Linked DNA regions of Xenopus laevis: region 2 is linked to region 1. The links are chromatin contacts, called in public Hi-C maps. All regions are on one chromosome and are shown on one strand. The core of a region is the stretch at or near the end of the contact, and the rest is flanking DNA. Distances in the headings are between cores, read along the strand shown. Region 1 overlaps prdm8.L (PR domain zinc finger protein 8). Region 2 holds the start of cfap299.L (cilia and flagella associated protein 299 L homeolog).

Evidence for each region. Hi-C and Micro-C count contacts between places; a contact is called where the count stands out from the background.
Region 2: a Hi-C map of the XTC cell line shows a contact between it and region 1, with 5 times the contacts expected there. The contact joins the promoter of cfap299.L here to the enhancer-like site in region 1. A contact is called at or near these places in 2 of 4 Hi-C or Micro-C datasets (the XL177 cell line and the XTC cell line).

The regions. Positions count from the first base shown.
Region 1 is chr1L:103,417,597-103,421,130 of Xenopus_laevis_v10.1, reverse strand. prdm8.L (PR domain zinc finger protein 8) reads right to left here. Exons shown (of 4, transcript XM_018254228.2): 4 at 1,606-3,534. The coding sequence ends at 2,237. Among protein-coding and RNA genes, the nearest start is that of prdm8.L, 4.7 kb to the right of the region's middle. Within about 2 kb of position 1,505, at least 1 of the 7 cell types and tissues checked has an H3K27ac peak or open chromatin away from gene starts, as enhancers often do.
Region 2 is chr1L:103,559,814-103,563,214 of Xenopus_laevis_v10.1, reverse strand. It overlaps cfap299.L (cilia and flagella associated protein 299 L homeolog), which reads right to left and starts at 1,437. Exons shown (of 7, transcript NM_001095253.1): 1 at 1,349-1,437.

The DNA of each region.
Region 1 (3,534 bases), core at 256-2,755:
CAGGTGGTTCACTATTTTTTATAAAACACAAGTTTTAATGAGCCATGAGACACAAGTTACATAAGCACCAATTATAATTTCTGGAGCACTTTTTTTGGCTGGCATAAAATATTTTTTTTTATGCTTTAATGCGCACTTATTTGATATACTGTATCTGCCAAATTTCCTATAAAATTATTTTGTTTAAGGTCCTTGATCTTGCTATGGCTATCTTCTTTATTGCAGAGTGACATCAGAATCTGGAGAATGCACGTACACGTCACAGTGTAGAAAACCAACATAATTCTCCCTCTACAAAATACACCATTATTACTAAATCCTAGCCATCACTGAGAGTTGCTCTTTATCATCTTATGAAAACTTTTTATAGATTGGAAAGTATTGTTTTGGAATTATCAATAGTGTTACATTCTTTTATATTTAACTATCTATCAATAATCAATGAATTCTGAACCAAATTTCAAAGGGTACACTGGTTGTAATGTTAAACTGGCACATAGCTCTCAAACATCTATGATTTTCCAAAGTCTCTTTTGTGGCACTTTGAATCAGACAATAACTGGTGTAAAAACTAAGGTCTGAGTGGGGCAGCTGAATAGTGTTCTAAAGAAGCGACAGCCTAGAATATTGTGCACTGATTTGTGAGCTCAGAGAGCTGATGGAAAAATAAACAATAGGCGCTGTGTCCTTTTTATTATTTAATACTTTTAGTATACGACAAAACCTGTTATGGTACAACGGTTTACCCTAGGGTCACCACCAGATTATTTGGAAATACAATAATACATGGTGTGGGACTGAACTGATTATATTCAAATTTAATCGCAACCAGTGTAGTGCTTCTTTTTGGATTTTCTAGAGGTGTCCCTGAATTTACACGTCATCTGATAATCATAGTAGATATGTGATGAGGTATTAATTAACACCAGGTGGAAACAGGCAGGGCGGCTGTGTTCTTCATCTGGCAAAATGCTATAACGTTTTGTCGCACAAAAGTAATGCATAAATTGTATATCCGCGACAAAATGCTAGCAATCACTACTTGTTCCAGAAAATCTTCGTTCTGAGGGTACGTGATCAATCAATACATATATGTACATTTATAAATCCAACCATCTGCCAGCTCTAAGCATTGTATTCCTATATATCCACTAAGCTTTGTAATTCAGTGTGTCTGTCTGTTCAGCTCAGTCAGTACAGTAGACTATATGCAGTTAAATGGGCATCAGTTAGTGCTGTAGTGAGCATATCTGCCTTATTGCATTTCATCTCAGTATCTAAACAAAATGTATGTGCCCAGGCCAACACATCTGTAGGCTGAATGTGTATATACATATGTATAGCAGGGTCAGCAGAATGGTAACCCCGTTGTGTCTACATGTCCCTTAGTTGTAAATGGAAAGAGACACTTAATCAGAAGGTTTAAAGTCATGGGATCAGCTGTAGCTTCACATACATAAACGTGCCAAAAAGTGCCCGCAGCTATACAGCCAAGGAACCCGATCTAACCCCAATCATTCAATCAAAGAGCTGAGCTAATAAGGGGGAGCCAGTAGTGCTTGTCCTGCTCCATTCTTAGGTAAATAATTCTATTTAACAAGCGAGTAATTTTGCAGAAAATAAAGTAATTTATTGTCAAAGCATCCAACATACCAAGATAAGCTATAAAGTGTAATAAATCCCTTTTTCCAAATGGGGACTGTGGGACAGGAAAAAAGAAATAAAGAAAGGGGGATTATACTTCATTTCACTGTTACAATATAACATGGTTTTTGCATTGATATAAAACACAAGTTGATGAGGTTCTATTTGGAGTTCTTGTTTGTGCGGTAATGTATTGTCCATGCATCTCCTCCATAACTAGTGAGTCCTCTGTAATAATAATATTTATGTTCATCTGGTAGGAACACGGATGTTGTCAGGAAATGCACAAAGTAACTATGCCCACCAATATATTCTTTGTTATCCAAAATAGGAAAAAAAAATCATAACAAAAAAATACATACAATTATCGATATTACACCTAAACGATAAGTGCTTAATAATTTAAGTAAAAAGATATGACAAATGCATCAATATGCTGCAATATATATGACATTTTAAAAAATGTACTTTTGGAAAGTGAAAATGCGTGCATTTAGAGAGGAAATACCCTCACACATTTGCGTTCAAAGCTCATGCCCCAGCGTACAACTGTGGGTATTTAGAGGTCCATCACTTGTGATATAACACAGACCTAGTTATGCGAGGTCATATGCCTGGACAGGTGGTGGCGTTCCCTGAAGGACTCGTTGCATATGGGGCATTTTAGTTTCTCCTCTCTCCTTCTCTTTACTAGAGGCTCCATGGAATATTCCTTTTTGTGATGGGACCTCATGTGATAGACCAAATCCGAGGTCATTCTGAACGACGCATTACATTTGGCACACCAGTTCTGGGCTGGCAAGCAAAGGGAAGTGAAGGAAGGGGGTAATAAGGTGAGAGTTGAGGGCAGCTGCAGCTGGAGAGGAGCTGCGGAACTTTTTGGCCAAAATGTGGTGGCAAAGAGAAAAGGACTTTGTTTGGGCAAGCTACCCTGTAGTGTGCAGTTGCCATTTAATTCCGGGCCCTGAAGCTTCACTGACAGAGGATCAGATTGGAAGAGCCTAGCTGCACCCACGTTTTCTCCTGGACAATCTATATTGATTCCACTGGATATTAATTTTTGGCCCATGACCTGCAGGGGAGAAATGTGATTGAAGCCACTTCTAGTAGGTTGGGAGAATGCGCTTTTTCTCTCCTGATCCAGGTTTCTTATCTGAGGAACACTGCTGAATGCACTAGCCATAGGAGAGCTTTCCTCAGCCTGGTTGTCTGGCCTCACTTGCAGCCGTTTGGGCTCACTTGGACTACCGGAATGGGATGGGGACATAGATTTATTTTCAGCGTTAAGAGAACTCTCTTCTACTCCTCTAGAGCCTTTTTTCACCTCTACAAAGGCGCTTCTTTTGGCTTCCCCTGTTTCTGGACTAGGCGGTGCAAATAACTGTCCACTTTCCTCCAGATTATAATAGGAGCTGGTTCTGAAAGACTGAGGGCTACAAACTAAATCCTCTTTGGAGGAAGGCAAAGGTCTGTCCAAAAACCTACCAGAGGCATCACTTTTCTTAGACCTACTTTCGTCTTGATGTTCGTCATATTTCCTCTTGGCTCTATGAAGGCCATCAGGCGTGGAATCGGGGTCTTGCCGTGTCAAATTTGCCTTGGTAGGTACCGAACTGAAGGAAGAGGAAGATCCCCTGACATTTTCCATGTCCCTTGCCAAATTGTGAAAGTCTGTTGTAGGTTTGTGGTTTTCCTTTTGAGGTTGATAGACGGTAAGTTTGTTGTATTTGGCTGAAGCTGACATGATGTTTCGAGGCTCCAAATCCCTGTTATCCTTGCATGCGTGTTCTAAATTGGAATCCGAGCCTTGGAGTCTTTTGGGGCATCGGAACCTTATGTGAGCCACAAAGGGGAATTCAAACTGGAACTTCTGGTTGCACTCCAGACAGA
Region 2 (3,401 bases), core at 188-2,687, 140 kb before region 1:
GTGTTTTATATACAGCAGTCTGAATGCATACAAAGGGGAATGTATTTTCAGGAACAAATTGTGTCATTGCTGTAGTTAAGATAATTTGTCTAAAAACTGTAATAAAAAATTTAAAAATAGCAATTGAAAAAAAAAGTGCAAGGGCATTTAAAAATGCCCCTTTAAGTAATAGGTAATGACAGTAATTAGTCTTTCAGCTATCTGGAGTACATTAATATATTCATTTTGATTTCTTCACAATGTGTCCTTAACTAGTCATGGTACAGATTTAAAACTTGTTGACAGTCTGGAGGATCTGTGTTTACTGTGACATCATGCATCGTCCATGTCTTATGAATATTTTGTGGGGTTGGGGTCCTTGTTTTCACTGTTTCTCTTGACAAAGGTCTATGTGAAGACAGAAATGTTGACTTAATAATCCCTGCAGTTTTGTATATGACTCTATCTATCTACCTAGCTATCTATCATCTATCTATCTATCTATCTATCTATCTATCTATCTATTTATCATCTTGATAAACAAGAATCCCTGCAGTTTTGTATATGGCACTATCTATCTATCTATCTATCTATCTATCTATCTATCTATCTATCTATCTATCATCTTAATAAATAAGAATCTTTGCAGTTTTGTATATGGCACTATCTATCTATCTATCTATCTATCTATCTATCTATCTATCTATCTATCTATCTATCTATCTATCTATCTATCTATCTATCTGCCTATCTGCCTATCTGCCTATTATTTCTATTCTAATAAACAAGAATCCCTGCACTATCTATCTATCTATCTATCTATCTATCTATCTATCTATCTATCTATCTGTCTATCGAATAGGGAAATGAGTAAAACTAAAAGCTAACATTCAAGACCTACTGCTCTCCAAATGTCCCAGTAGCACAGAATGTGCAGAGCTCACTAACCTGAGCAGTTAATGTCGATTTCAGAGACACTGAGCCTGAATTTGCAGCGCCCAAAATCCCACGCTTCACTTATCCCTCTTTTGTAAAAGTCTGTATCCTTTATATAGTTTGCAAACTGCAGTTGCTTGGCAACCAAATGTAAACCAGCGTCTGAGTCACAAGCACATAACAGCAGCTCTCCTCTACATCACGTACAAAGTCTGCAATGGTGCAAGAATGAGTTAGCCACAACTAATCCTGCGTGCTCCGAACTAATTTTTATATTTTTCCATCAAACATAGAACTAAACTCAAAACGTAGAAGGAACATAAACATAGTAACAACATATAAATTAAAATTGTGTAGTAACATTCTATCTAACATTCAAGACCTACTGCTCTCCAAATGTCCCAGTAGCACAGAATGTGCAGAGCTCACTAACCTGAGCAGTTAATGCTGATTTCAGAGACACTGAGCCTGAATTTGCAGCTCCCAAAATCCCACACTTCACTTATCCCTCTTTTGTAAAATTCTGTATCCTTTAGTTTGCAAACTGCAGTTGCTCGGCAACCAAATGTAAACCAGCGTCTGAGTCACAAGCACATAACAGCAGCTCTGCTCTACATCACGTATAAAGTCTGCAATGGTGCAAGAATCAGTTAGCCACAACTAATCCTGCATGCTCCAAACTAATTTTTATCTTTCCATCGAACACAGAGCTAAACTCAAAACGTAGAAGGAACGTAAACATAGTAACAACATATAGATTAAAATTGTGTAGTAAGCGCCCTCTGCTGAAAGACAATGAGTAAAACAAATGCAATATGCAAAAACACTCGTTGTACTTCCTGCTAGCTTGCCTTCCCATACCTATTTTGCATGCTGGGGAACTCTGGGGAATGTAGTTCTGCTGCCGTCCGGAAATGAACAGTAGTTTCTAATGCCTCTGCAATGCATCCTCTTAATAGAAAGGGCGGGGCTTCAGCTGGGAGCGTGTGGAAGGATTCTGTGCACAGCTCCAGGAGATTAGGCGTTTTGCTAGTCTTGGCGAAAAGTGATACATCATAGGATTCTGAGGCAACAGACAGGAGGAGTGAACAGTATACTAAAGTAGAATGGGGAAAATCTGAGATGTGAAGGAAAAAGATGTTAGTGTCATTTACAACTGAAAAACAAAATCCCTCTGTGAAACTTTTGGAGCAGATCTGTAGAAACTGTATACATTCACCTTTGGTGATATTATCGTATGCACCTCAGAAGGTGGTGGTTCATCTTTGACTTAACTTCAGTGTGATGGAGAGAGGGTGACTTTCTAAAACAATTTGCAATTGGTTTTAATTTGTGGTTTTTGAGTTACAGTATTTTTTAGTAGCTTTTTATTCAGCAGCTCTCCAGTTTGCAATTTCAGCAGTCTGGTTGCTAGGATCCAAATTACCCTAGCAACCATGCAGTAATTTAAATAAGAGGCTGGCATATTAATAGGAGGGACCTGAATAGAAAGACAGTTAATAAAAAGTAGCAATAACAATACATTTGCAGCCTTACAGAGCATTTGTTTTTAGATGGGGGCCCTTTTGAAAGCTGGAAGAAGTCAGAACATTTGCTAAAAGTTAGGCACCCCAAGTGATTGTATCTACTTACTTTACACCCCAGGCCAGTGCTCCTATCAGGAGAAAACTGCACTGGCCGCGGTTATTCCAGCGAGCACTATAGAGCGATTGCCTTCCTGCTTCTTTTTTCTTCAAATTTCCCGGGGCAGACGCATGCGCAGTAGAACTAAATAGCCAGCTTTTTTGTTAAAGCTTTCCGCTCTACTGTGCATGCGCAGCCGCAAGAAGAAGTAAGAAGCCTGGAAGACGATTGCTCCGTGGTGCTCACTGGAATAACTCCGGGCCAAAGCAGTTTTCTGCTAACAGGAGCACTGGCCCGGGGTGTCTGGTAAGTAAATAGAATCACTTATTTGGCACCCCAAGTAAAAACTGCTTTTCCTTCTCCTTTAAATTAACCTATAGTATGATGTAGACAGTGATATTCTGAGGCAAGTTGTAATTGGGGTTCATTTTATTATTTTTTATATATTTATTTTGAATAAGAGACCGGAATATGAAAAGGAGAGATCCTGAATAGAAAGATGAGTAATAAAGAAGTAGCAATAACAATAAATGTGTAGCTTTAAAGAGCATTTGTTTTAGATGGGGTCAGGGATCCCTATTTAGTCAATGCAAACATAAATACAGTAAAATGTTGATTTTATGAGCGTATGAGCATGGGTGTTGCAAATAATCCTGTGAAAATGTAAATTAGGGGGGATGTAAAATTGGGGTTCTACTGTAGTTCTAATCGAAAATCCAGTCAAGTCTTTAGCGTAAAAACACCTCAGTTTTAACATTTTAACATCTATCTATCTATCTATCTATCTATCTATCTATCTATCTATCATCTATCATCTTAAAAATAACCCCTGCAGTTTTGTATATGGCACTATCTATCTATCT